Linked DNA regions of Mus musculus: all the other regions are linked to region 2. Evidence: chromatin contacts called from public Hi-C, HiCAR-type and HiChIP or PLAC-seq data. All regions are on one chromosome and are shown on one strand. Each heading gives the region's core, a stretch centred on a gene start, on an enhancer-like site or on the middle of the called end of the contact. The rest is flanking DNA. Distances are from core to core; before and after follow the strand shown. Region 1 has its middle 12 kb from the start of Gm26422. Region 2 has its middle 21 kb from the start of Rbms1. Region 3 has its middle 73 kb from the start of Gm26422. Region 4 has its middle 33 kb from the start of Gm26422. Region 5 has its middle 6.3 kb from the start of Gm39834. Region 6 has its middle 34 kb from the start of Gm26422. Region 7 overlaps Gm33702 (a long non-coding RNA gene).

What was found. HiChIP or PLAC-seq counts read pairs in DNA pulled down with a chosen protein or histone mark. Hi-C and Micro-C count contacts between places; a contact is called where the count stands out from the background. HiCAR-type assays count read pairs that join an accessible place to other places.
Region 1: a contact with region 2 is called in an H3K27ac HiChIP or PLAC-seq map of embryonic fibroblasts, with 7 times the contacts expected there. The contact joins two enhancer-like sites. A contact is called at or near these places in 3 of 39 promoter capture datasets (hippocampal neurons and liver), 3 of 484 Hi-C or Micro-C datasets (cerebral cortex and nephron progenitors) and 7 of 115 datasets of contacts at active chromatin or transcription factors (the NIH/3T3 cell line, bone marrow-derived macrophages, cardiomyocytes and 4 more).
Region 3: a CTCF HiChIP or PLAC-seq map of the NIH/3T3 cell line shows a contact between it and region 2, with 7 read pairs. The contact joins two enhancer-like sites. A contact is called at or near these places in 1 of 15 datasets of contacts at CTCF or cohesin (the NIH/3T3 cell line), 1 of 484 Hi-C or Micro-C datasets (embryonic fibroblasts) and 3 of 115 datasets of contacts at active chromatin or transcription factors (embryonic fibroblasts, fibro-adipogenic progenitors and stem cell-derived neural progenitor cells).
Region 4: a contact with region 2 is called in a Hi-C map of bone marrow-derived macrophages, with 3 times the contacts expected there. The contact joins two enhancer-like sites. A contact is called at or near these places in 1 of 15 datasets of contacts at CTCF or cohesin (the NIH/3T3 cell line), 4 of 484 Hi-C or Micro-C datasets (bone marrow-derived macrophages, group 2 innate lymphoid cells and nephron progenitors) and 4 of 115 datasets of contacts at active chromatin or transcription factors (the NIH/3T3 cell line, bone marrow-derived macrophages, fibro-adipogenic progenitors and 1 more).
Region 5: a HiCAR-type map of fibro-adipogenic progenitors shows a contact between it and region 2, with 4 times the contacts expected there. The contact joins two enhancer-like sites. A contact is called at or near these places in 2 of 484 Hi-C or Micro-C datasets (the N1E-115 cell line and bone marrow-derived macrophages) and 5 of 115 datasets of contacts at active chromatin or transcription factors (the NIH/3T3 cell line, bone marrow-derived macrophages, embryonic fibroblasts and 2 more).
Region 6: a FOXA1 HiChIP or PLAC-seq map of pancreatic cancer cells shows a contact between it and region 2. The contact joins two enhancer-like sites. A contact is called at or near these places in 3 of 484 Hi-C or Micro-C datasets (the HPC-7 cell line, beige adipocytes and nephron progenitors) and 4 of 115 datasets of contacts at active chromatin or transcription factors (the NIH/3T3 cell line, bone marrow-derived macrophages, fibro-adipogenic progenitors and 1 more).
Region 7: an H3K27ac HiChIP or PLAC-seq map of the NIH/3T3 cell line shows a contact between it and region 2, with 6 times the contacts expected there. The contact joins two enhancer-like sites. A contact is called at or near these places in 1 of 484 Hi-C or Micro-C datasets (nephron progenitors) and 3 of 115 datasets of contacts at active chromatin or transcription factors (the NIH/3T3 cell line, bone marrow-derived macrophages and embryonic stem cells).

The regions. Positions count from the first base shown.
Region 1 is chr2:61,266,182-61,269,892 of GRCm38.p6, forward strand. No RefSeq gene overlaps it. Among named protein-coding and RNA genes, the nearest start is that of Gm26422, 12 kb to the right of the region's middle. Within about 2 kb of position 1,735, at least 29 of the 459 cell types and tissues checked have an H3K27ac peak or open chromatin away from gene starts, as enhancers often do. A contact at or near this core is called in the NIH/3T3 cell line, embryonic fibroblasts and pancreatic cancer cells, where this site is marked.
Region 2 is chr2:60,899,856-60,904,201 of GRCm38.p6, forward strand. It overlaps a transcript of Rbms1 not described here. Among named protein-coding and RNA genes, the nearest start is that of Rbms1, 21 kb to the left of the region's middle. Within about 2 kb of position 1,741, at least 160 of the 459 cell types and tissues checked have an H3K27ac peak or open chromatin away from gene starts, as enhancers often do. A contact at or near this core is called in the N1E-115 cell line, the NIH/3T3 cell line, bone marrow-derived macrophages and 3 more, where this site is marked.
Region 3 is chr2:61,205,137-61,209,077 of GRCm38.p6, forward strand. No RefSeq gene overlaps it. Among named protein-coding and RNA genes, the nearest start is that of Gm26422, 73 kb to the right of the region's middle. Within about 2 kb of position 2,270, at least 15 of the 459 cell types and tissues checked have an H3K27ac peak or open chromatin away from gene starts, as enhancers often do. A contact at or near this core is called in the NIH/3T3 cell line and embryonic fibroblasts, where this site is marked.
Region 4 is chr2:61,311,307-61,315,257 of GRCm38.p6, forward strand. No RefSeq gene overlaps it. Among named protein-coding and RNA genes, the nearest start is that of Gm26422, 33 kb to the left of the region's middle. Within about 2 kb of position 2,580, at least 3 of the 459 cell types and tissues checked have an H3K27ac peak or open chromatin away from gene starts, as enhancers often do. A contact at or near this core is called in bone marrow-derived macrophages, where this site is marked.
Region 5 is chr2:61,374,952-61,378,801 of GRCm38.p6, forward strand. No RefSeq gene overlaps it. Among named protein-coding and RNA genes, the nearest start is that of Gm39834, 6.3 kb to the left of the region's middle. Within about 2 kb of position 2,345, at least 11 of the 459 cell types and tissues checked have an H3K27ac peak or open chromatin away from gene starts, as enhancers often do. A contact at or near this core is called in the N1E-115 cell line and fibro-adipogenic progenitors, where this site is marked.
Region 6 is chr2:61,244,481-61,248,624 of GRCm38.p6, forward strand. No RefSeq gene overlaps it. Among named protein-coding and RNA genes, the nearest start is that of Gm26422, 34 kb to the right of the region's middle. Within about 2 kb of position 2,696, at least 56 of the 459 cell types and tissues checked have an H3K27ac peak or open chromatin away from gene starts, as enhancers often do. A contact at or near this core is called in the NIH/3T3 cell line and pancreatic cancer cells, where this site is marked.
Region 7 is chr2:61,352,685-61,356,422 of GRCm38.p6, forward strand. Gm33702 (a long non-coding RNA gene) reads right to left here. Exons shown (of 4, transcript XR_374564.2): 3 at 3,252-3,375. Among named protein-coding and RNA genes, the nearest start is that of Gm33702, 4.0 kb to the right of the region's middle. Within about 2 kb of position 1,592, at least 52 of the 459 cell types and tissues checked have an H3K27ac peak or open chromatin away from gene starts, as enhancers often do. A contact at or near this core is called in the NIH/3T3 cell line, where this site is marked.

The DNA.
Region 1 (3,711 bases), core at 485-2,984, 370 kb after region 2:
TGTTCCATTTAGAGCTGAAGATGCTCAGTTGATTAATCTCAGCACCTTGAATAGTTGAGCCTCTGTATTGACTTCTGCTCACTCCAGAAAGAAGCTATTATAGACAAGCTATTATATTATAGAAAGCATTACATATAGACATTTAGAAGGCTAATTTGACAAGTGACCATCTAACAAAACTACAATAGCAGGTTCTTCCCTGGGGCCTATGACCAGCCATGGGCCTTTAACCATGTTTGTAGTACGAGGAATGAATTTCTTATTGTGGAGTAGATTTCATATCTAACCAGAAAGCAGCTGATTGTCTCATGACAGTCATACTGCTGTTGTACTGGTAGACACACCAAGCCTGTCAGGTCAGTTATATAGTATGCAGAATCCAGCACTGGGTAAACCTGTTAATATCTGTTCTCCTCTAGAAAGCTGCATGGTATATCTGGCACCAAGAAAGTTGGCCAGGAGAGAGGAAGTTATTGACGTATTCACCGTGATTTCTCTATGTTCTGCATTCAAAGTGAATGGTGTCTTCAGCAATGAGCTCTTAATGTGTAGCTACAGTGCATAGTGAAAAGTACTGGCAGTAGGCTCTGTTGTTCAAGAGATTTCTAGGCCCCCTGACCAATAATTCATAGCAAGATATCCCATTTCTGGCTCTTTGATTTTTGTCTAGTAATCAACGTCATCAAAGAACAGGATGGTCCACCTATACAAGACAGAAAGACATTCAAATTTTTGAAAAAATTGTATTCTGAAATTAGCTTACTACTTAGTGGGTTTCTATAAAGCCTTTTCCGATAGCCTTAGCTTTGTTAATCCACCGGTCTCTCCAGCTCTCTATTCACCTGTCCTAACCCTGATTATTCCTTTAATACCAACTATATATCTTGGGGTTTTGCTTTTGTTTCAACTATATTTGTGTGTGTGTTGTGAGTGGTACCTACACATGTAGGTAGAGGCCAGAGATCAACATTGTGTATCTTCCTCCATTTCATTTCATCTTATTATTGAGTCAGTTGTCATTGAGCCCAGAGCATACCAATTAAATAGAGTGGGTGGTTAGCAAGTGTCAGGTACCTGCCTGTATAGTCACTAGGGATGTAGACACTCTACGCAGCCTTTACATGGGTACTTGGGATCTGAGCTTGGATCCCAACGCTTGAGCAGTACACCCTTTATTCCCTGACTCCTTTCCCTGGCCCTACAGTTTCTCATCTTAGAGCTCAGAAGCAGATATGATAGCTAAAGCCAATACAGCTAAAAACAAAATGAAAACAAAACAGGACCTTGGTGGCTATACTCATTTCTCAGGTGATACCTACATTTAGAATTCTTTGTAAAGAAAAAAAATCAACTTTTCTTTGTTTCAACCACTATTTGTGGGCATCGGTCATTTGTAATCAAACCTGATACAAACAAGGACATTTTGTGTTTGTCCACTATAGTAGTTTAGTTCCAAATGATCACTCACAGGCCATATGCTCAAGGCTCGGTTGCCAGCTCGTAAGCCTTTATGGTGGTGTCTGGATCGTGAGGCCTCTGACCTGGTCAGTGTGTTCATCCATCGATGGGCTTATAATTTGGTGCCATTGGATTCTGAGGCCTGTTACTTACTTAAACAAAGTGTGTTCCTGGAATCTTACTCTAGAAGTTTACCCCATTTTCTCTCTCTCTCCCCATCTCTCCTTTCTGGTCACCATGAGTCACAAGGTAGGCACTTGAGCTTCTATTACTCATTCTCAATCATGAGGTTCAGCCTTGTCTCGTGTCCACAGAGATGGGGACCACAGAGCCATGGAGTAAAATCTCTGAAACAGGGAGCCTGTTTCCACTTTGGTTTTTACAGGCATTCTGAGGGTTGATTTTCAAATCATTTTTGTCATAGCAACAAAAAGCAGACTAACATGCCCTGTCTCTTGGAAACATTTTTTTCAAAGGTATTAATTGCAACAACTATGTAAATCAATCAGCACCCTGTGTAGCTGAAAAGCAAAGAACTATTTGTAACACTAACCTTTTTTCATTTTTATGCTTCAGAAAGATAATTTTGCATCCTGTATACCAAATGTATTTATATGAGAATTTTCATCCTTAAAATAACCTTGACAAATGAACAATTCTGTCTTTTTAAGTATCACTGTTAAGGGTGATCACAGTGGTTAAAATGTTCATTCTGCACTCAGAATATCTCTCTACAGCGCTGTAGTCCAACTTTTGTGTGTCTGTAATACTATTATTTTTTAAACATAAAATTATGATGGTGATGATGCAAATAGGGGTTGAAGGAAAAAGAAGGTTCCAGAACAAGTCATGCCCATGGAATTGTTTTTTCCCTGCAGTAAAATTTTTATCTGAATGATATCTGGCTAAAATGTATGAATTAAAATGATAAATTAGAGCAGCAATTTTCAACCTATAGAGCTTGACCGCTTTGGGGGTCACCTATCAGATATCCTGCCTATCAGATACTTACATTATGACTCATAACAATAACAAAATTACAGTTATGAAGTAGGAACAAAGTAACACTATGGTTGGGGTCACTACAACAGAAGGAACGGTATGAAAGGGGGATGTTGAGAACCACTGAACTAGAACCTTCAGAGTCAGTTAGCATGTGTTGCTGTTCTAGGAACAACTGTAGCAAAGGCTTTAAGACTGTGAGCAAGGAGTAGTAACAAGGTGAGAGCTGGAAAGTAAGAGTTGGGTTTGGAGCTGCCAGAGTGTGTTTAACCTGTTTTTCCAACCACTAAAGACAGCCCTCCTTTCCTCTCTTCCTTTTTATTCTTTTATCTTTTGTTAGATAGTTTCATACATGGACATAAGGAATTTCAGTTATAGTTACCCTTCATCCCCTTCTCTCCCCTCCCTCCCACATCTTACCTCTTTCCTTAAAACCCTTCTTCCCCAGAAGTCCCCCTCACCCTCTCATCTTCCTTTTGCATGTGACCAGCTGAACTTCACTAGGGTTTCTCACGTGAGTATGGGTAAGAGGTTTTTGACTGGATCTCGGTCAACTATACCACAGAAGAAAATGGCACGCTTTCTCCCACCAACTGGTAACTGCCAATAGCTCTTCAAAGGAGGCCCTTCCCAGATTCAAGTGCTGCCGACAGGCCCAATCTTGTGTAGACCTTATGCAAATAACCACAGCTGTGATGTGTTCCTGTGTCTCACCCAGAACACATCTTCAGCTTGCCTTGACACACAGTGCATCTGAGGGTAGAGGTATTTATTTTTTATTGCATTACATCCTTATCCACTAACTCTCACATTTTTGCTATCCCCCTCCTTCAATCTCCCTTAGGCCTCCTCCTTTCTTTCAAAGAGATAACTCAGTGACTGTCTCAGTTGATGAGTCAACAACTGAGTCTGTATGAGTGACAAGAAATCTCTGGCTTCCTGTGAGTTAAAATTCTTACTGCCACATGCCTTTGACGTTTGATGATTATTTCTCTTCCAATTTCCCTCTGAAAACCATCCTAAACAGGTCACACTGTCCTCTGAATTTGCTTCTCAGCACTATGGGCTTTTGTGGATATTGGTCCATCATCCTCGGACTCTGTCTTTCTTCTTTCTCTCTGGCCAAATGCCCTCAAGGCACAGCTCAAGAACTCTCTTGTCAACATATGCTGGCATCTCTTCCACGCTTGCTTCTTTCTAGGCATCTGGCCTGTCTCTACATTACAGTACTTATCACATCATTCTGTGATA
Region 2 (4,346 bases), core at 491-2,990:
TCTACCATCCATCTAGCTAGCTAGCTCTATCTCTCTATCATCTATATATCATCTATCTATATCTCTCTCTATCATCTATCTATCTACCATCCATCTATCTCTATATATCATCTATCTATATATATGTATCCATTTCTATCACCTATCTGCCCATCTATTTGTCTACCTCTATCTAATCTATCATCTATTTAATCTATCATCTTATCTATCATCTATTATCCATCTAATCTACCACCTTATCTATCATCTACTACCTACTATCTATTATCTATCTTTCCATCTAATCTACTATCCTATCTATCTATCTCTCTATCATCTATCTATCTATCTATCTATCTATCTATCTATCTATCTATCTATCATCTCTCTATCTACCTCTATCATCTATCATCTGCCTCCCCTTGATATATCCACTTATATTTTATACTACTGTAACTCTGGAATCAGAAGTGATCTCTTACATTGATGTAAGAGGCGAAGGAAAAAAATTGTAATTTTATAATATTAAGAACAAAATTTTCCTCTACTCACATGGCACTCTTATTGCCCATTTTGTTTGGTTTTCACACAGGAAGCCTTCAGCCACAGCTCTGAGAAACACTGGTTCTCTAATGAGTGGAAATGCTCCTAAGTGCATTTGGGAATGCTTAGGGCTTCCAAAGTGCAGGGCAATGAAAGCGCCATTAATGGGCAACTGTTGGATCTCCATGAGCTAAGAGCCAAGTAACTGAATTTCAAACTGAATGTCAACACAACTTCTGGTTGAAAACTTTTAAGTAAAAAGAAAAAAAAAATCACACGCTTGGATGTAATTATATCACCTGTCTACTCACCCACAAGTGACTAGACATGCAGCAAAAACTAAAACTGATTTTGCGTAATGAATTTCAGAGCCGCTGTGCACATTTTAAAAAGTAAAAAGAATGCAAAGGAATGAATAATGAAGGACTCTTTCCTGGTGTTTATTTATTTATTTTTAACTTCCTGAGCAACTAAAAGGGCAAAGGTGGGCAGTAACCGGGAAAAAAGGGATTTTAAAGGCAAATATGAAGATGATGTTTGCAACTGGAAATATAGCTCAGTAGTGGAGCATTTGCCTTGTACGTGTAAGGACCTAAGTTCAATTCCCGGCAACGATAAATATACACAGGATGTTTACCTTAAAGTAATTTGAAATTTCTGTTTTCTTTAGAAATTATTAATCTCTTAGTAAAAGTACTCTTCAAATCGTATTAGAAACTTTAATTTTGCCTCTTGACTGGACTACAAATCGAGAAGATGACTGCTCTACTTGGCGTGTAAAGTTAAGATCATACATGCCTGGAGGTCCAGCTGCTTAACTGGGTCAGCGTGCAGTGGAAGGGCTTCAGAGCAGTACTATTTTGAATGGGAGAGCCTAGTATCTCAAGCCTGCAAGGCAATCACTTTCCCCAATAAGCCTTCGCCTCAGCTCCCATAGGGAATTCTCTTTCACCTAAAGGGATGAGTAGCTCTCTTAAAAAATTTCAAAACATCTATTTCCTGTCCCGTTGCTTTTGTTGTTGTTTTATACTTTATTAGCATTTTTTTTAAATAAAAGAGACTCTAAAAATATTTTTACATCCCTTAACTGGTTGTTCGTCAATTCATTCAACCAATGTCGGTGAGTGAGTATGGTCGAGGCACCGGACACCGAGCAGGAAGGAGGAGCCTTCTGCGGTCGGTCGAGGAGGCAGGAGTAAGCTGATGCTAGAAGAAGCAGTGACACATGGTGACTCACAGGATTTCAACATAGACTCCGGAAGAAAGACAAGCTGTGGATACCAGGAAGCAAGGGAGCCAGCCTCTGAAACTCACAAAGCCAAGAGCAGCTGGAAGATAGGAATGGTCGGCGCTCAAGGGGACATTTTAGAACTCTTGCCTTTAAAACTATGCCCGAACCAAAGGAGGTTACCCGGCTTGGCGGGTATCCACAGGCTCCGTGCTCACTGGTCAGTCCTGAGGTGCAGGGAGGCAGCATGCCTAAGCTCTGTTTCCTAACTCGGGGTGATCCCCTTATATGACGTCAGTACAGCCTCACCCCACTACTTAAGATAAACAGGAATGAGTCTCTCTCACAAAGTGGCCTGCTTAACAAATACTAACAGAGTTTTGGGAGGATCAGATTCTTGCAGATTAATTCATTTCAATGAATTAAATGTTGCAGTTCTGGGCTCAGGCTCAGGCTTCGTGTTCAACAGGCACACGGTCTACTAACGAGCACTTCTTCAGCCTTATAGCTCAGGACTTGCCAATCTCAAACCATTTTAAAAGGAGAGAACTGTAATCAGTCAGTCCTGCCTGCTTATCTGTTTTTTTTCCTTTCTAAACAGTTATTAGTAAAGACATTGTAGTCCTTTCCCCTACATCAGTGACATTAATTTTATTCCAATGAAAGATTGTAGAGATAGTAAAAAGCCTTCCATTTGTACTGTGAGCTGCTCCATATTCTTGAACAGGAATAACTAGAAAGAGCTCCCTCGACACACACACACATGTACAAACATATACAAATTAATTATCCTTCCTCAATTTTAAAACACACATTTAATGTTTACATAATACCAATACCTTTAAAACAGATTATAATTTCGTAGCTACAACTTAGTGTCAGTTGTGGCAAATTCTCACAGAGTATGAACCCCTGGCTCCTTTGATTGGAAGCCTACATGTTTTATGCCAAAGGACACATTTTTCTAGCTACTAGAAGCCAGCAGATCTGTGATGAGAGAGTTTTAAGAACTGTGTTCTATTTTGGGAATGGGCCCTTCCTGTCCAGCTCTTGTTGCCACCTCATTCTTGGTGACTTCAGTGACTTCTAAACCCACTTCAGGTCAGCAGCCTCTCTTTAATTAGCATCTCACTGCTGGAGGGAGGGCAGTTCCTCAGGAGGAAAAAAAAAAAAAGAAAAAGAAAAATTATAAACAAAGGTCTTCAAGGCCATTTACCAGTCCCGTCGAGGAATTAAAAAAAAAAAAAAAAAAAAAAAAAAAAAAAAAAAGTCTGGCTTCTTTGTCAGCAAAGTAAGGCCGGAAATAGTTTTGCTTCCTGCAAATGGAGAAGGCTGGAATGTATGTTTGTTAATTCTGGCTTAATGTGGTAAGACTTTATTCCAGACTGATAACCTCTAACTTAAAAGTGCACACTAGATGTTTAGACGACAAAAGTGATGTGCAGAGAAGCCAGGCATCTTGTTACATTTTTCTCACTGAGGACCTTAAAACACTAAGGCAGGGTACAAGTTACAGCACGGCAACATTCCCTTCTGAAACCAAAGAAGTACATTATGTAGCAAAACAGAAGTCAGCAATGCCTCCCCAACAGATCTTTGAAAAACCTATTTAAATATCTAAGATGACGGGGTGGTGTGGGCATAGAACCTGGGAGGCAGAGACAGGAGGCTCTCTTGAGTTCTAGGCTAGCCTGGTCTACATAGTGAGTTCCAGGACAGTCAGGGCTACACAGAGAAAACTTGTACTCATTCCGAAATAAAGGAACGAGTGGAAGACTAAAACTGAAAGGTAATAAAATTGCCTGAGAATGAAGAATAACAAAGTTTTTTTAAGTTTTAGGGAGCTTAGCCATAAACATGACATGTGTGTCTGTCTAATGATTATGCACACACATTGTGATAACTAGTCTTTATGAATACAATTCCAAAAGGGAATTGTTATCTTTAGAACGCAATCTAAAAATGATCAGAGAGGGGAAACCCTTCAAAATAAGATCGCCACATGCAAGAGTGAACACTGTTCTAGAACAGGAAATCATTTGGTTAGAAACACTGACCCTGCTTGACGGTTCCCATTGGGTGCTGTTTACAAGAAATCTCCCCAGCAGGGCACCTGCGTCCAGTTTCCCAATCCTGTGGTTTGCTTACGCTACAGGGCTGTGTTCCCGGCAAGTTCAAACCGTTAAGTTGAATTTCATTCTTGTCTGGGAGTAACTTTTACTCAATTGACTGCAGCTGTGTGCACAGAATACTGTTCCAAGAAACATGTCTATGAGAAGACCATTTTAAGAAATGCAAATTAACTTCCATTATTTCAAGTCTGTACAACTAGTGTAGGGACGGAATCTCTGGTCTCTGTTAGACAAATGGATATATATATATATATATGAATGATATATATATATATATATATATATATATATATATATGGATATATATATATTCGAGAAAAAACAAGCAGGGTTCTTCTGAGGCAGGCAGCATGTGCCTTTGTCACCTATATATTTGAATAATCATCTCACCAAGCTGTTTACAACACATACAATGAGTTGGGGGTTTGGGTTGTTTGTTTTCAAAATTAAAGTTCTACTTAAGC
Region 3 (3,941 bases), core at 1,020-3,519, 310 kb after region 2:
CATGTTAAATGTGTCAATTCCATTTATTTATGTTCTTTTTAAAAATATGTGTTAAAATTTGCTTGGCTGGTTGTCTCTATTTAAGGTATCCTTTTAAAAGCAATATATGTATTTCTCTAAATGACACATACCTCCCTAAAGACTATGCCCTTTGGTAGCACGTAACTTTGTAATATTTATGGATAACAAATACATGGTAGGTAATAAAATGAGATGAACTAGGTTAGGTACAGTAGGAGTTAAAAGCTTTGGGTTTTAACCTGAGAGTGCACATGTGCTGGGTGTTCTTTAGCTATTACTGGTGTTTAGATTTTGGTTTTGTTCTTGATATGAATTTCACCTCTCTCTCTTTTTTTTCCACTTCCCCAAGTTTTGACCATGTTGTGAAGGATAATTAAATTTGTATTGAGTTTTGTGAATCCTGTGGAGAAAAGATTTATATCTACCTAGGAAATCTTGGGAGCATGAAGTCTTTACACAAATTCTGGGTTTTCTGTTGCTAGCTTGTTAGTAAAGTTGAGAGTCAGCCAAGAAGCATAAATGTAGAAGATTGGTAGAGAATGGGGGCAGGGTTGATAAAGGTTGAAGATTAAGAATTGAGTAGTCTTTTTCAGAATTTAAGCTAAAATATTTTCAATAAATCTGCGTAAACAAGATTGGGTCTAGAGGAGAGGTACTCTAACAAATGATTTTTATTTCAAAGTCAAAGATATAAAGAGTCTAACGGTATTCCAATCATAACTGCTTGAAACATCAGATCATAAGCAATTCTATCAATAATTTTTTACCACTGATGAATTTTAACGTAGCTATACAGTCAGATTCAGTAGGAAAAGGAACCTAAACTAAAGTTGTGTGTGTGTGTGAGTGTGTGTGATAAGAATGCATGATCAGTACATATTTGATGATTATATCATGCAGCAAGTACTAAATCTACACAGGGAACAGGCTTCTAGAACACTTGAAAATACTAATAGTGTATGGCAAGTTGTTTTACAGAAACTAACTTGTCACTACATATCTTGAAAAATGAAATGATTCAGAAGAAACCCTTTTGTTAACTGTTACTAAAAGGTGACATCCGTACTATGTCAAGTTATCGATGACAAAATGAAAATGTGGTGCAAGGTCGCAGGAAAAGTCTCAGCCGACACAGCTGTGACTGTTGGTGGACAGGAAATAACTCTGTGCTTTGTTTTTTGCTTCTTATTTGTTTGTTTGATTGATTGATTGACTGATGATTGATTTTTTACATAGCTCCTCCTTTTCTAAAGGTGTTCTTTATATCCTTCCTGGACGGATAATCTGGTACTGGCAAGCAGTTAAACTTTGAGGAGTATTCCCTCTCATTTTATGTACAACAAAACAAATCATATATGCAGGATGGTCCATTTTCTCAGAAAAGATAGTATTGACTGAAATCTTTACTGAGCAAAAATGTAGAAACTTCTTTAAATTGGTGTCTTCTCCCCATTTTCTCCCAAATTGATCTGAATGTCATCACAGCAAGAAGTCCAGCAGATAATCACCTTGTTCCAAAAGAATGACAAAAACTCAGTTATCCCAGCCTGACTTGCATTGTTATATATTTATTTATAGACACATATATCCAAAAATATGTAAAATGCTTTTGACTCATGAGTAATGTTGAATCATGTTGAAAAAATTATAAAAGAGGGGTGTGTGTAAAATATATAGTGCTAAAAATAATAAAGTCTTAAAAAACTAAGAGGCAGGCTGAATGTTTCCACTCACAGACAACATGATGTATTGTAAAGTGACCCAGACTAAGACAGTACAGAATTGAAATGAGAATATCACTCTGAGGACCAGGATGAAACATCTAGATAAAATCAGATAGATTCAGTCACATGATCTTTGACAAGGATTACACTGCAAAGCAAGAAAGGGTCATCTTTTCAGCACATGATGCCAGGTTAATTGCTTTCTGACGAAATAAATCATCTGCATTGATGCCGGAGAATTCTTCACCTCTCGTTTTGTAATCACATCCCAACATTCCCACACATGCACGTGTTATTTCAGAGTTCTAGAAGAGATACCTCAAGAGTAACAGAAGTCAGTACCAGGACACCTCAGGAAGTCCCAGAAGAGCAGCAGCCGATTGCATTACTCAACACATACTTACTAGCATTATTAGAGGCTCAATGATGAGAGGGTGGGATTTTTGTCTTAAAGGGTGAGCATGAATCATGGTCATTAAAACTTTCCCTTTAGTATGGACCACTGGTGAATCATCCAGAGAAAACAGTCCTGCCTCATTCAGTTTGGCTCTATGGGGACACACTTGCCACGCTGTTAGTGCATCATGCCTTCCTTTGTTACTGAATACTTGGAAATGCTTCTCTTTGTCCTAGGAGGACTCCCAGCCCATAGACATATATTATTATCTCTCTCATCCTTGGGCTGCCTTCCAACCACTTACCTCCCCTGACATCTTGTCTCAAAGGCAAAACAGGGTTGCTGGACATTTCACTAGAAGACGGTTGATAAGCACTCAGTTTGTTTTATTTGGACAGCTTAACCAATGTGTAGTGACGGCAACTACAATGTAAAGCAGGCTCTCCCTAGACCTGGAGGGAATTAAGCCTGGTGGTAGGGAGGGACAGAATCTGGAAGGACACTGTGGGAGTACGGAGAATCTGTAAGCTTTCTGTAAGGAAAGGTAGTCTTACAAGTTAATTTATTTCAGGATTTGGGGGCTGTTATTCTTCTTTGGAAATTACTGATTTCAGCATCTTGAAAATCTGATGTAAAATGAAAAAAATTGAGGAAGAAGAATAATGAAGAGGCTTAAGTTGCCAGACCCAAATCTAGTGGTTCTGACTCTTTTTTTTTTTGTTGTTTGTTTGTTTTTGTTTGTTTTTCAAGACAGGGTTTCTCTGTATAGCCCTGGCTGTCCTGGAACTCACTTTGTAGACCAGGATGGCCTTGAACTCAGAAATCCGCCTGCCTCTGCCTCCTGAGAGCTGGGATTAAAGGCGTGTGCCACCACACCCGGCATGACTCTAACTTTCAATGAGGAAAGAGAATAGTTCCTAGCTTAAAAAAGAAGAATTACAAATATTTTGCCTGTGCCCAGGCTCAGTGCTTTGATGAGCCATTCAAGACAAATACAACCTGAAACTGGCTTTTCAATTCAACCAAAAGCAGGGTAATGATGCTCTGTTGCAACTCACTTCTGCCCTTGATTGGTGTTTAAAGAGGGGTTATTTGATCCACATAAATCCTAATGGATTTCTAAGTATATCTTATTAATGTAACATGACTTTTAAACTGGCATTAACAAATAGTGGTTTATTCAAATGGAGTGTGTGTGTGTGTGTGTGTGTGTGTGTGTGTGTGTGTGTATGTGTGTGTGTGTGTATGTGTGTGTGTGTGTGTGTGTGTATATATATATATATATATATATATATATATATATATATATATATTATATAAAGGTGAGACAACCCCTCAATTCTTTGTCACATTGTATGATCATGTCCACCGGCCTGCTTCTCACTGTCTGTTCCTTCGCTCTTGTCTCTTTTCAATGCTATTTTAAAAGAAATATACAGCATTGTCTTTGGCCTTGAATGATATTTTACTCACATATAAAATGTACACATTATCCAGCACTATTTTTACTAATATTACAGGAATTCAGAGAACGGTGAGCTCATTATAGGTTTGGGGGATTTACCAATGGCTAGTTAATTAACAAAAACATTCAATATTTATTTGTGAACTGGCCACTGGAGGCTTGTGAAAGGATCGGAGCCTCAGGAGCCATGTTTAAAAGGGACTCACCAAGTGCAAATGGCAGGGCTGTATGGAAGTTGGGTCAGGGCAGGGCGAGGTGGTTCCATAGAACAAACTGATCAGAATGGGCGAGTACAGTCTATAAAGAGGCCTGGGATGCTGGGGCAGGAATTACC
Region 4 (3,951 bases), core at 1,330-3,829, 410 kb after region 2:
CTGACTCATCAGAAGACAGAACAAAGAAACAAATCTGTGGACTTCTAGAAACCATGAGATAATTCATTTTAAAAAAGGAAAGAATGAAGAAGAAAAAAGAGAAAAGGAATGATTAAAGAAAAACCATATCCGGATGCTGATGAACCAGACTGAAAGTCCAACAAATATTAAAATAGAATTTTGAAAATAAGGAGAGATAATTAAGCAGAAGAAATACTTGCAGAAATAATGTCTGCTCAGTGTATAGAATCAGCAGAAAAGAAAATCATGTCTGAGAGGCCTAGGGACTCTGCAGTAGGACAGACAGGAGGACATACACACACACCAACAGTCAATGTACTACAGACCAAAGACAGAGGAAAGTGCTCAGGCAACAAAATTGAGATGGGAGATTAGCAAGGAACAAAGAATTACATCAGACTGTTCGTCAGGAACCTCGAAAGTCAGGAAACAACAACAACAACAACAACCCAGTATCTTCAGGCACTGATAGAAAAATATTACTCATCCGTGTATGCTGTGCCCACTGCAAACAGCTCTCAACAATAAATACGAGCTAAAGCTGTATTTTCAGGTGAACAAGACTGAGAGAATGCACTGGTGCATTGATGTAAGGTATATATCTTTATATATATATATATATATATATATATATATATATATATATATATATATATATATGAAGCATTTGACATAAGAATGCATAAAATGCTAAAAGCAGGAGGGTATTAGAAATGTATACTTGTGACAAAGTATCCGTATATAACACAATACTGAATAGAATAAAGTTGTACAAATGAAAAAGTTAAAGAGGGAAAAAGCCAGAATAACCTCTTTTATGTCTAAAGGAAAAATGTTATATTTAAAAATGACGAGAATCATGAGCAGCAACAACATGAGCATATATAGAGTAGCTTTGTTTGAAATGATTGACAAGAATTTAGATGGAGGTTACAAAATGTTTCCTGTACATGGTTGGATTATATTTTAAGCTCTGTGATGTTATTGTTCCTTCCTGATATTGCTCTTCCTATTTTCACAGCCCTTCCTAAACATTAAAAAATTAAATCAAAGCATACCTAAAGACAAGCCAGAAGCATATTTTTACCTTTCTGTAGTATTCTCTGCCCCCTCCCCCAATATAAGTAAAAAGAGGAACTATCTATAATGGTGTTATATCAGATTAAAATGCCTGATAAAAATGACAGCAGAGAAGGAAAATGGAGTCTAGAGTCAGAAGAAAATAGACAATGCTTCAGGGTTCTTACATTGTTTAAATCATATAATGAGGTTATCAAGTAATATTGGATAAGTTAAAGCTGTATATGGCCAGCCCTATAGGTTTTTATTTTAAAAAAAGGAGAGAGAGAGAGAAAAATGTAATTCAGCAATAATTATAAGAAAAAAACCTAATGGAAAATAACTGGAAAGATGATAGATCTAAATCTAAAAATAACAATAATTATATTAAATATAAATAGCCTAAATGTACCAGTTAATGGAAGAGATTGTCAACTTGAATTAAAAATCAATATTTACTGTATTCTATCATTTAGAAATTCATTTTGAGTATAAAGACACAGATAGGTTAAAAAATATGGGAATAAAATAGGTTTACCATGCATTTCAAGAGCACATGGAATATTTAACAAGATTAACCATGATACAGAATATAAAACAAGTCTCAAAAAAAATGAAAGGAATTAAAAGTCACATAAATATAGCATATTTTCTGTCTACAATAGGTCTTAAATAGAAATCAGTCTTGGAAACTCCAAATACTTGCAAATTAAACATACATACTGCTAATTACTCACGGATTAAAAGAACAAACAAACCAAATTAGCAAATTAGAAAATATTTTAGTTGAAGTTGAAACCTACTAAGATTTTTAAGGTATCATTTAACATAATTTTGAGTTGGTGGATTAAGGAAAGCACTGTTATAGATACTGATGAAACATTGATTTTAAAGAACAAAGATCCTTGTTCCTTAGGAGTTTATATTCCAGTTGATGTCAAGACCATAAACAATTAGCACATTAAGTAAATAGTTATTGTGATGGTTATTCCTGGTTGTCAACTTGACTACATCTGGAATGAACTGCAATTCAGAAATGGAGGGCATACCTGTGATACAGATCATGAGGCTGGAAGACACAGGCTTCTGTCCCAGATCTTGACATGGGATGACACATGATTTTGATCCACATCTTGAGGTACAGTGGTCATGAAAATCTTAAGCCCAGGCAAGGTAGTACATGCCTTTAATCCTAGGAGACTGAGGCAAACAGATCTGAGTTTAAGGCCAGCCTGGGACAAATCGAGTTCCAAATCCAGGCGTGGTAGTACACACCTTTAATCTGGGCCATACCTTCTGCTGGTTGATGAAAGAAGGAAGGCTCACTCTTTGCCTGCTTGCACTTCCTTGCCAACACATCTGTTGGAACCTACTCCTTCAAGATTCCAGCTTATAGAGATGACCAGTTGAAACAACTAGCCTTCTGGGACTGAGCAACTACTAGATTTTTGACTTCCCATCTATAGCTGTCCATTGTTGTGTTAGCTGGACTATAGACTGAAAGTCATCACAATAACTTCCCTTTATATATAGAAACATTCCATGAGTTCTCTGACTCTAGAGAACCCTGACTAATACAGTTAAAAATACTAGTATATTACACATGCTTTGAATAAGGGAAGGTAGAACAGAGAGAGGAAGTAAAGGCGGGATACAGTGAGCAAGGATGCAATTTAATTAGCCAGCTAGTCTAATGAGGCTCAAAAGTCACATTTTAAAAGAGCTTTTGAACAACAGTTTGAGGAATTGACAAATGAATACTTAAAGAAGGAAGATCGTTCTAAAACTGAGAAGAGCTGGAAGATCTAAGACTTAAAGCAATAGTTCTCAACCTTCCTAATGCTTTCAACTCTTCAGTACAATTTCTCATGTTGTGGGGACATCCCCCCAATCTAAAATTATTTTCACTGATACTTTATAACTATAATTTTTCTACTATTATAAAATGTGATATAAAAATCTAAGTTTTCTCATTGGCCTTAGGTGACCCCTGTTAAAGAGTCATTCAAACCCCCCAGAGGTGTGGTGACTCACAGGTTGAAAACCAATGCCCCAAAAATGAGTTCATACTTAGCATGTTGTAGGACCAACAAACAGGCCAGTGTGGTCAGGACAGTGAAGGAGTGGGGTTGGGGGGCAGTGCGCAAGGTAATCAATCTGATCACTTGAATAGAACTGTCATCAGTTAACTGATGCAGGCTGTGTGTGAAATAGGTCTAGAGAGGGGTGTCTATCTGAAACATAATGACAACATGTAGGCAGCAGTCAGAGATAGTGATAATATGTTCAGAAAAGTGAGCTCTGGACTGAAGATACTCACCTGGGTGTATCAATCATTGCTGTGTACCCATTTCCCCCAAACTGAAACATTCCTTCCTTGGGAGAAAGAGGGGATTCATAAGGCTTAGGAAGGTAATGGTACCAGGCTCAGAAAGCTCCATAAATTACAAGACTCACAAGGCCTCCCTATAAACAGTGAAGAATTGCTGAGGGAGAGGCAACTCTTGGTGGTGCTGCCTGCAAACTGGCAGGGAGTTCTAGTGATGCAACTTTTGTGGATTATTGATAGGGGTAGGAGTGACGCTAGCTGTCACTCAAGCAGCAGCTAGGAATAGAACACAAAAACCAACTGTCATGGTTGTCAACTTGACACACCTGGAAAAAGGGACCATCCACTAAGGAAGTGCCTCTGTCAGGCTGGCCTGTAAGCAGATCTGTGGGACATTTTCTTAGTTGCTAATTGATGCAGAAAGCCCAGCCCTCAGCCCTGAGCAAGCAGTACAGAGTTGTAAAAGCAGGTAGCTGTGTACGCCATGGAGAGTTAGTTAATATGCCACCTCCTACACAGTGTGAGCTTCAGTTCCTGCCTTC
Region 5 (3,850 bases), core at 1,095-3,594, 480 kb after region 2:
TGACATCTTTTCCTTCATTAGTTCATGATTGATGGATGAAGTAGTGAAATATACATGCCATATTAATTAAGGTGCTGATGCAAGTATTTTTCAAGAATATGCCTTTAGGGGCTAGAGAGATGGCTCAATGGCTGAGAGGACTTGGTGCTCATCCAGAGTACCTCTGTTAGGTTCCCTATATACACTGCAGCTAACAGCCATCTGTAAGTCTAGGACCAAGGAATTCAACATCCTCCTCTGGTCTCCATGAGCACCAGGCTCACATGTGGTACAAATGCATGCACGTAGCCTAACCACTCACACACACCCAATGAAAATAAATATTTTGTTTAAAAAAACAAACAAACAAAAACAAAATCCTGTTGTATGGTTACAGACGCATGAGACTCTTCCAAATCTCTTTTTCATGATCTTCCTACAAGTGTGCTGAGCGGGATGAGTTGGAGAAGTCTTCTGTTTGGGATTTTGCTTTGAACTCTGTGTTTTGATTTAAGATTGGGTTAGGAAGCAGGGATGGCAGTGCTCTGCTGAAAGAACAGGGTGCTGTGTTTGCTAGATTGCAAGGATACCTTGGCATCTGTAAAGTCAGCCTGCTTTTTTTCTATATCCCATAGCACTTTAGTCTCTACCTGCAAGATACTCATCTGTCACATGAAATTATGGTAACCAAAGATAGCACTGAAACAATCTGAGGAGGAAAAAAAAAAGTCTGCCGTTATCTCACAGCAGGTATATTCGATGTTTTTCTCTTGGGCGAATTTGAGATAACATATATGAACATGGTTTCAAAGCTGTAAAGTGCTCCTTCAGTATGCTTTGTTGCCATTGCATGGTTGGGATGACGTTGGTCAAGAAAGAAGACTTGTGATTGAACCACAGTTTGGGGCTCCGGAGCTCACTTCTGATTTCAGATTTGAGATTTATTAATTTGCCACTTATTAATTATTCAAAGGCCATACTGTTCTTTCGTTTTCCTTCTTCAATGTTATATCAGAACAAAGACTCATATAGGTTTAATGTAAAAATCAACATAGCCAGAAGTTAAACTTGGGGGCGGGCATTAATAGTAGGAGATATTTAAGGGTGTGCCTGAAATTCAAGGACATTTTGCGTCATTATCAGACACAGAGAATGGAAGACACTCAGAGATTAAGTCCTGAGTAAAAATATAAAACTGGTCCCCTCTGGAAATCAGTCTGGTGGTTCCTCAGAAAATTGGACATAGTACTACAGGAGGATCCCGCAATACCTCTCCTGGGCATATATCCAGAAGATGTCCCAACCGGTAAGAAGAACACATGCTCCACTATGTTCATAGCAGCCTTTTTTATAATAGCCAGAAGCTGGAAAGAACCCAGATGCCCCTCAACAGAGGAATGGATACAGAAAATGTGGTACATTTACACAATGGAATACTACTCAGCTATTAAAAAAATGAATTTATGAAATTCCTAGGCAAATGGATGGACCTGGAGGGTATCATCCTGAGTGAAGTAACCCAATCACAAAGGAACTCACACAATATGTACTCACTGATAAGTGGATATTAGCCCAGAAACTTAGGATACCCAAGATATAAGATACAACTTGCCAAACGCATGAAATTCAAGAAGAATGAAGACCAAAGTGTGAACACTTTACCCTTTCTTAGAAATGGGAACAAAACACCCATAGAAGGAGTTACAGAGACAAAATTTGGAGCTGTGATGAAAGGATGGACCATCTAGTGATTGCCATATGCAGGGATCCATCCCATAATCAGCTTCCAAATGCTGACACCATTGCATACACTAGCAAGATTTTGCTGAAAGGACCCAGATATAGCTCTCTCTTGTGAGACTATGCCGGGGCCTAGCAAACACAGAAGTGGATGATCACAGTCAGCTATTGGATGGGTCACACGGCCCCTAATGGAGGAGCTAGAGAAATTACCCAAGGAGTTAAAGGGAACTGCAACCCTATAGGTGGAACAACAATATGAACTAACCAGTACCCGGGAGCTCTTGTCTTTAGCTGCATATGTATCAAAAGATGGCCTAGTTGGCCATCACTGCAAAGAGAGGCCCATTGGACTTGCAAACTTTATATGCCCCAGTACGGGGGAACGCCAGGGCCAAAAAGGGGGAGTGGGTGGGTAGGGGATTGGGGGGGGGTGGGTATGGGGGACCTTTGGGATAGCATTGAAAATGTAAACGAGGAAAATACCTAATTAAAAAATATATATATAGTCTTTATTATTCAATTTAAAAGAAAAAAAAACTGGTCCGAGTTTGTGCTTCTCCCAGCTGACCGCTAGATTACCTCTTTGAACCTCTCTCCACATCTGAAGGAGCCTGATTACAACCACAGCCTGATGGTTCAAGGGCCTCTAGTAGGCCCCACATGTGGTTAGCCCATCTAGAAGTTTACAACATTGATGGTCGCTTTATCTTTAGATTCTTAGGATCTTACAAAATGATGGTGTCTCTCAGTACGATGAGCAAAATTGATGTGTTTTGAGTGCTTACGTGTAAGGAACCAATGGGCTCGCTACATATGAGTACACACACACACATACACACACACACACACACACACACACACACACACACACACACACACACACACTTCACTTTGATTCTTTTCACTTTTCAAAACACCAGAGCAGACAAACCGATGCTAAAGAGGTAATCTGTACAGCAACCCCTCAGACTAGAAAGGAAGCTGGTACTGCCGTTTCGTTCCAGCCACACAGATAACATTCAAGCTCTTAATGGAATGAAAACACATTACTGTCTGAAAGGAGGGTGGTGGCAGGGATAATGACAGAGAGTCAGTTTCCCCTCCTGAGAATGTCCATGTTGGGAAGACATGGTCTGCTCAAGCCTGGCTCCTCTTTGCACCGTGAGTTAGAACGCACCGATTTTCCTAAGGATTCTCTGACCTCATGGAGTTGCTCCCAAACCCATGACTCACTCCACACGCCCTGCACATCTTTTGTCTCACCATCAACTCAGAGCAATTGGAAGAGACTCAGAGATTCAATTCTGAAAAACAAACCTCATCATAATGGGAAATCCAATTAGCTCTAGATACAGTAGCTGCATCGGAGAAGAAACCACTGTAATTCTGCCTTCTGCAAAAATGGTTTAGCCGTTCATTAGGTAGCCCGTCAAAAATTAAACAACGCCAATTCTTTTTTTCTTGTCCTGATATCTAGCATTATCTGGAGAATTATATTAGAAGACAGATTACTGATCTGCCTTGTAACTAGATGTAATTCCTGGAATCTTTGTTTTCCTTCCTGTTTTATCTTCTCTTGTATGTCTCAATGTGCGGGAAAGTAATTATCTCTGGGGAGGCCAGGCTGCACTCCTGTTCATCTGTTTGGGGAGGGTAAAAATGATGATGTAGATAATGTTGATATCATTTTTAGCTTTGCTAAGTGAAAAGTGATATTAAACAGCGATATTATCATGCTTACTCTCTCAGATGCTTTGTGAAAGAAATAAAAAGAAAAAGTGATTGTTATCTGCTTACAGGAAGGGAAGCTGAAACCACATGACTTGCTTAATGTCTCAAATGAGATTATTGGTAGAGGTAGAAGTAGAAACCCAGCTAAGTGTTCGGCCTCGGAACGAGGACTTGCCATGTTGGCGAAGCTGGCACTCCCTGGGTTTCTCTACACACCTTGGGGTTTTTATTATGACTTTTTACAGATTTGACTTAGTCACATTTGATAAAAATCAATGTCTTTACTACAGCATTATGAAGTATAGAAAGATGCCTGGGATGTAATTTCTGCCCTCAAATGGAATCAAAGGACATGATAAATACAAAACAGCAATAATAGCTAGCATATGACAGAGAC
Region 6 (4,144 bases), core at 1,446-3,945, 350 kb after region 2:
TAACTTTGAGTTCCTCTTCCGTACTCAGATGAATTTGCTGTTCCAGCGTCTTACCTGCCTTAATAGAATTGGGATAGCATAGCACCATAACTAAATCTTTTTCATGTGTTGGGATTATGAAGCTATTTAATTGTCACAAAACTGTGTCCAGTAGACACTGTTAGGAGGACTGTGAGAGCACAAAGCATTGGATTTGTTGCTTTGTGTGTATGTGGGGGGGGGGGGGGGCGCACATAATAAGTAGCTGAGTGGCCATATCCACCCAGGCACTTTTAACCTCTGTAAAGTTCACCTACTTCTTAGCACTCCTATATACCCACTGTACAATATTAGTAACTGTAGAAGTCTATATTCATGCTAGACTGTTCCCTCTGAGTAATGTTGTATCTTGTTGTCATTTAAGTGGACAGGGCCTGAAAAAGCCATAGAAAGATATATGTTCCAGCCAAAATGTTGACTTGTCATTTGCTTTCCTGAGCCATGTTTTAGCCTCTGCATTCCATTCAAAGTGGAGTTTTATTAACACAAAGCACAGTGGCTTTTTTCCCCCAACCAGCAGTCAAATTCCTCTCCATCTAAAGAATATCTCTCTGGGAATTCATTACTGTGGTTCTATCAGTCTAGTTTTGATGGTAGACCACACAGCTGGCTCCCTCACTCTTGGAATTACCAAGATCCCATCTAGATCTCCAGTGACACTGACCGCCTGGCTGGGTGTACCATGAGCTTGCTTCCTAGGCTAGAATCCCAGTTGAGCCCAGGTTCTTGGGCTTCTACTATGGTAGGAGACAAGTGAATAAGGGATTCTTGGAAGCTTCAAAATAGCTCATTTGCTAGTTGAACACCATCATAGGTCCTTGTTCACTGGTCTGCAGTCAATGTTCTGACATTTTTTACTTTTGTCAAAGAACTCTTCATTTTTATTTTAGCAGTAGCCCTACCAGTTATTTATTATTCTTTGAAATGATTGCTACTGTCTCTTGCTCCGCACTCATATCTCCTTGCCTTGATTGTTTCTGAAAGACAGGACAAGTGTCTTTTTTTGTCTTCCCATAATTCCTCCGTAGTCCTTTTGGATAGGTATCACTAGGTTTTGAGAGACCTTGCAGTGAAGGATCCTGAGAGAGGTCAGCGATCCTGTTTCTATGGTCATCTCCATGGTACTCTTTCTACCGGTTTCTTGGTGGGGTAGACACAGCAGGAAACACTCACAGGCAAAGCCTGTGTTAAGACTCAGCACACAAAAGGGCTGTTTGTCTTCACCCATATTAGTGTGGTTTATGACTGTCTGAAGTTTAGATCAAACAAATCAATGTAGCTCCCTGTAAAGAGATAAGAGACCGCGTATGGAAAAGTTTACTTTACTTTGGGGTAGGTTTTCTCTATGTAGCTTTGCCTGGCTTCAGACATAAGCCTCCTGTCTCAACCGCCTAAGGCCCGGGATTTTAGGTGTGTCATGACACCTAGCTATAAATTAAATTAGCAAGAATCTCAGTTCAAAGGGTACCAGGGTTAACTCTGAAATCATCTTACCAGAAACTAGCAAACTGTTCTAATATATTTCATATGAAAAGATGATTGAGAATGTGAAGATAACTCTTATCCAAAAAACCACATTGAATTCACAGAATTAAAGGAAGAATGGAGGAGCAAGGGGGAAGATATACTCTTATTTAAATGGAAAAACAGCCAATCCTTCAGCCTCCTTTTGAATTAAGTTGACGTAACAATTGTTGTAATGGGCATTTATCTTACTCAACTACTTCCATGTAGTACTAATATAAACAGAGAATAATAGGCTGTGGAGAGAAGTCTTGACATGTCTCACAGTAACTGGAATAACTGAGGCTGGAAAAGTTTAGGAGTTTGCTGGATACTATTTCTTGATATACAACAAACATTTGTGAAGGAATTAGGGGTGTGTATAACACTCAGAAAGCTAAGATATGCCATTAATACTGTCTAAGGGATAACAGTGCACAAGAATTTATTCCATCCTATGTCTTACTACACCTAACACTGAAGGGCTTACTGCGTCCCCAGGAACAGTCTCAGCATGGAGGGACACATTGAAACATGCAGAAAGTTCTTTGCCTTTTGTGCACTTCAGATGAGGAGCATAATTTTCTCTCTGACTTTCATATTCACAGACACCTTGTAAAGGATGGTTAAAACCTAGCCACAATGAAAATTGAGTAACATCTGGTGTTTGAGCTTTGAGGTTTTCATATTATTCACAGGTTACTGTTTACCAAGTTTGTTCAACAATTGCCTCATCACACAAAGTTCCCTTTGTCCTGTTAACACAGCCATCTACTTTGGTGTTTCTGAAACAATGCCCCATTTCACTTGGGACAGATTACAGGGTTGGTTTTAACGACAAAGGAAGCACTTTATGCGACTATTTGAACAGTACCACCTGTGGGAACTTGCCCCCGACTCTTCCCAATTCAAGATTTAAACTTTGCCCTAGTCACAGGAGGGCTGCTGTGAGCACTGCCAAGAAAACAAGAACAAGATGGACTGTCCAGAAACCCAGATCTTTTGAGCTAAGTGTCTGGAGAGAAACAGCTTGATCCACCAGCAGCTCAAACTTTGTTATCACAACAAAGCAGAACATTCCTGATTTCACTTTGTAGTGCACACTGGGACCCAGTAGGACAGCTGGTGGGTGCACACAGTGACTGAGAAAGAAGGCAGCATCTTTGCAGTGTGCCCAACAGGGCACAGCTGGTTGGGGAAGGCAGTCTAGGCATGCTCAGTTGCTGCTTTTGTTTGTTTGTTGGTTAACTGAACTGAAGGTTGAAGTCCTTTACTGTTTGTTTGTTTGTTTGTTTATTTCCTCTCCCCCCAAAAATGTTGTATAAAAGGGCTTTGGGGGGAGATAGGACAAGTTCAAGGGAAGAAAAGATCAATTGTTATTCAAGAAAATGAAAAACTAATACGATTTGTCCCTGGAAAAGAGCTATTCACCGTAAGGCTATAGTCATCATTGTCTTGGAATTTTGACTATGCTGGCATTAGGCAGGCCACTGACTGTGGCTTGTCCTTTTATTCCCCTCTGTCTAGCCTGCTCCCACCAGCTGTTAACAGAAAACAAATGTCACTAATTTTAAGGGAAATGCTTATATTGAAGCTCTTTAGTTCACAGTCAACAATTTCAAAGAAAATAGGAAGGAGATGAAAAAAACATTAGAGCTGATCACAGTGATTAACAATAGTAACAATTACATTATCTTAAATTAATGAGGCAAAGAATACAATAACAGATGTCACTAACTCTTCTTTCAAGTCCTGAATGATTCCAGAAATGATAGAAAATAAAACCCAAAGCTCACTCACTAACTCTGTCTGTCTTTCTGTCTTTCTGTCTGTCTGTCTGCCTGCCTGGCCTTATCTATCTATCTATCTATCTATCTATCTATCTATCTATCTATCTATCTATCTATCTATCTACCTACCCATCCTCTATTTTGCTCCTGTTCCTTTATTCTCTTGTCAGATCCCAAGGACTCCGTTGCCTTTGAGTTCAGACAAGAACAAGTTTTCATCCATTTTCCCACATTTTTTGAGCATTTATAAATGCTAGCTGAGTTATGAGTCATGGCCAGGCTTTGCGGTATCATTGTACCAAGAGCACATAACATGTTTTCTACCTGTCGATGTAAATTATTGCCTGCATGCAGAACTCCAGGAATGATTTGGCTTCCTGCCCACGCAAATGACTTCTCATCCTTCACATTTCAATTTAATGCCAGTGTGTACTATAAGATGTATGTTCAATCCTACAAATGAGTTGCATGTGAATTTCAATTTCAGAAAACCTGGACTGAATTTTAAAAGAAAACATTTGGGATATATTGCAGGGGAGCTGGTTGTGTGCTAGGTGCATTCTAACTATGCTGTATAGTCAAGAATACTGATAGAATTTAAGGACTACGGTGAGCTAAGAAGGAAGGAAGGGAGGGGGAGAAAAAGAGAGAGGGAAGAAGAAATGAAAGAAGGAATAAAGGAAGTCAGGTTGGTTTTTATATTTTCAACTTATATTCCTAAAGATGTAAAAGATATATTGTGTTCTTTTTCAGTTACAATTTTCCCTCCCAATTTGTCAACTCTCATCTCCTGACCACTGGCATAGTTAAGC
Region 7 (3,738 bases), core at 342-2,841, 450 kb after region 2:
TAAACCTGAGATAAATTGTTGTCTCATCTAAGGTTGACCTCTGGAATGGCTCCGTAAGGGCCATCAAGATCATCCCCATTTTCTGATATTAACAAGACAGGGATGGATTGCTAACATCCCGTATCAATACTCTTTCCCAACTGTCTATGACACTTTCGAAAGACTGTGGGATCTATGGGAACATGCCAAACACGTGCACAGGGTTAGGTCCCAGGGCGCAGATTCACTTGTTTTACCCATCATGCAGGCTTGGACATGGACTCTAACTCTAGAAAGACTGGACTCCAGTCAAAGAAGGAAAGAGAACGCATCATAGCACAAATACAGAGTTTTTCAATGCAAAGAGCCCTGCTGGCCACTCTTCCATAACTTTCGACAAGTCACCTAAGAAGAAGATCAGTACCAAGTTTTAACTACCTGCCTGGGATATTTATACATTTTAAGACTTGCTTATGTGTAGAAACCTAACATAGGTAGCTAAAACAGATTCTTCTCAGTGGAGTATCAGCCCTGGTACATCTTAAGTTAAAACAAGAGTGTGAGAGCATTGTTAGCTCTTTAAAAATTGGTTGAGTTGATGTTTTCATCATTGCCTAGGCAATAACGATAGTAGCAGGGAAAATAGTGTATGCGGTGTGTGGTGTGTATGCATTGTACATGTGTGGTCCTGTATGCATTTGTGTGTGTTTGCAACCACAAAAAAAATCCTCTAAGTCCATCCCATAGAGATACCCTGCAAAGTAACAACACTTCAACTGTATGTATTTAATCCAAGAAATATAAAATGCAGTAAGACAAGACTGATGTGGAAGATGTGAACCAGGGATAATCAAGGAGTCAGGTGGAGAGAATGCATGTCTGACTGGCTGTCACTCCTCTGTCTTTTCATCTGAGGGAGAATGCAGTGTTATCTTCACTGCACTGAACAAGACATATACAAGCCTCACCTAACTTGAAAATCCAGGCATCTTGGGAGTCTCAAAGTTTGTTTTAGGCTTTTGTTCCTTAACTGCGGGTGCGGGAGAGGCAGCAGCCTCCGTGATAGGAAATTGTGGAGATGGGGAAAACCTGAACAGCTTTGGATTCTTTGCAGAAAACAACTATGTGTTATGCCCAGAACAACCAGATCAAAGAGAATGGCTGAGCTGTGGTGAGTGCTGGGTGAGCAGAGCAAATGCAGATGCTGCAGGGAGGGACAACAGGACACTGGCTCCTTCCAGGTCTTGATGGGACCTTATTAAAATATCCACTGGTCGCCCTGTCATCCGCAACCAGTTTGAAACCACTACACAACAATCATTTTATTTCCCTTTTCCTAGTCCGTGCCCGGGAAAGAAGAATGCATAAAAGCCCCCATGAGCTGTATAGCACAAGAAGGTCTGAAATGATAGTGATTTTATTCCTCTTCATTCAAGGGGAAAGAACGAGCCAGAAAAGGGCAGCCTGAGAGTAGACGCGAGCGGGAAGGGCATTTATTTCCTTGTAATGGCTGTAGTCTAAGTTGCTTTTTTATCCACTTAGGCCCACAGGACAAGCTCAGCCTGGAAAGCTCTTCAGCCTGGCTCTGTGCAGATGTAATCCGGCCTGCTCTGGTCAGTCCTAATTGCAAACACATTTCTCTCCTTCTGCACCCTCCTAAGCAGGCAATGGTCAGAGCCTTGCCAGCGCTTTTCTGGCATCTTTTTCTTGCTCTGTTTCCAAATCTGCATTTTTCTGTGAGAAAAGACGTCGGAGAGATTGTAAACAGGATAATTATATGTCAATATGATTCCCAATGCTGTCTTCCCTTGTGGGTTCTTTTGAGTGTGTAGGGGTTTGTTGTGGTGTGAGGTTTTTTTTTCCCCTCTCTGCCTTTGAGTCAGGGAGATAAAATGTTATTTTGAAAGCAGAAGTATATGGATCCACTAGAAACCTCCTACGATGTTGTTCTAGACATTTATAAAAGATAATTGGCAGGGGAGGGTTAGCAAACAACTGAGAAAGGAGAAGGAAACAGTAGACATGCAGGTGGCCAGCATTTAAGAGTCTCATTCTAAGGACAGGCGTGTGCCCCGCCATCTGTTCTGGAAGTGTAGAGAAGGGAGCTAAACTTCATGGGCAGTCTCAAGTTCAGAATATGAAAAAGTTATCCTGTCTAAAATGGCGCCATTCCATCTAGGGAAGGTCAAGAATTATAATCTCTTTAAAATACATTCTCCTGTTCTTCCTCTATGCTTCGATGAACTTTCCTCTGTGTTGTATGAGGTCAGATGTCCTGAATTTAAGATGTGAGGTAACACCAAACACATGCTCACCACACAACTTCCATGCATGGACACAGCCTGGTTTTTTCTTTCTTTTTTTGTTTTCTTTTTTCTTTTTCCATAAAAGGATGTGATTTTTTGTTGTCTGAGGTAAGAGGCATATCATGGTCCACACTGATGGCCTCGTAGGTTGCTTGGCACAACTCACCTCTCCAGTGTACATGCATGTTATAGCATGTGACTAATAGCCGTGGAGCGTTAAACCAAGGCAGCTGGGAACACATATACTATACTTATCATGGACATTTTATCCTAAGTGCCTAGAACACTGATTAAGTGATCAATAAATGTGCATTCAAAAAATCCAGCCTGTTAATTATCAAAGAACTTCTCTTTAACTGTTGATTCATCTCCCCAACAGCCAGCGAGACGGGGACAAAGAAAGCACCGTCCTGTTCCTAGGAAGCTATGGTCTGATGAGAAAAACACATGCGCAGGAGCCAAGTGAACAGAGGATGCTGGGAACACAGAAGGAAAGTAAGAAATGCATTCTGCAGTGCTGAATAAGAGAGACAGAGAGAGACAGAGACAAAGAGACAGAAAGAAAGACAGAGAAACAGACAGAGAGACACAGAGAGAAGCACGCAGAGAGAGAGACACCAAAACAGAATAACAGAGACAGATCTAATTTTATCATTTTGTAAATTTTAGGGGGAGAGGTAAACAACTGGGTACAAAGATTATGCTAAATACCTTAGATTCTATTCTCATTTTGAATAACAATCCATAATAACCTTGTTATATTTATCACTAGAATATAATGGTTTTACAAGTTCCCTTTCTAAGAAATCATCTCTTCACGTGGTGTAGAAGGACCTCAGGCTGGAAAGTCAGGCTTCCTCCAGCCCCATGGCCTTGAGAACATTGCCTTCCCCGTAAAATGGAGCGACATGTATCAGGTAACAACTATAACGGCCATGCTGAGCTTTTTATAAATAGCCTACTCACCTTGGCCAGTGGTTGGTGATCATTGCACATAAGCAGGTCTGGCAATTTCTTAAATTTCTTAAATTTGCCTTGTAACCTTCCCGAGCCTGAAAAGGGGTGATTCTGGCTCTCTTTCATCATCTTCCTGAAGGAAAGGTATAGATAGGAAGCATGGGCTGAGACTCAAAGATATCAAGCTGAACTACTGGTGCTCTACCATTGTCCTATTCAAATGGAGTTTCAACACCATAAATAATCATGTCAATGAATGTTAACCACCTGTGATTCTTTCCATATCCCCAGCACTTGGGAGGTTGAGATAAAAGGATTGCCAGGAGTCTGAGACCAGCCTGGGCTAAAGAATAAAACGCTGCTTCAAAAACAAAAACAAAACAAAAAGCAAAGCAAACAAACAAAAAACCCTAAACCAAAAACAGAACAAATGTCAACTGGTAGTAAAAAAAATTTTATCACTACTGTTATTCTTTATGTTGTTGGTTTATAATAT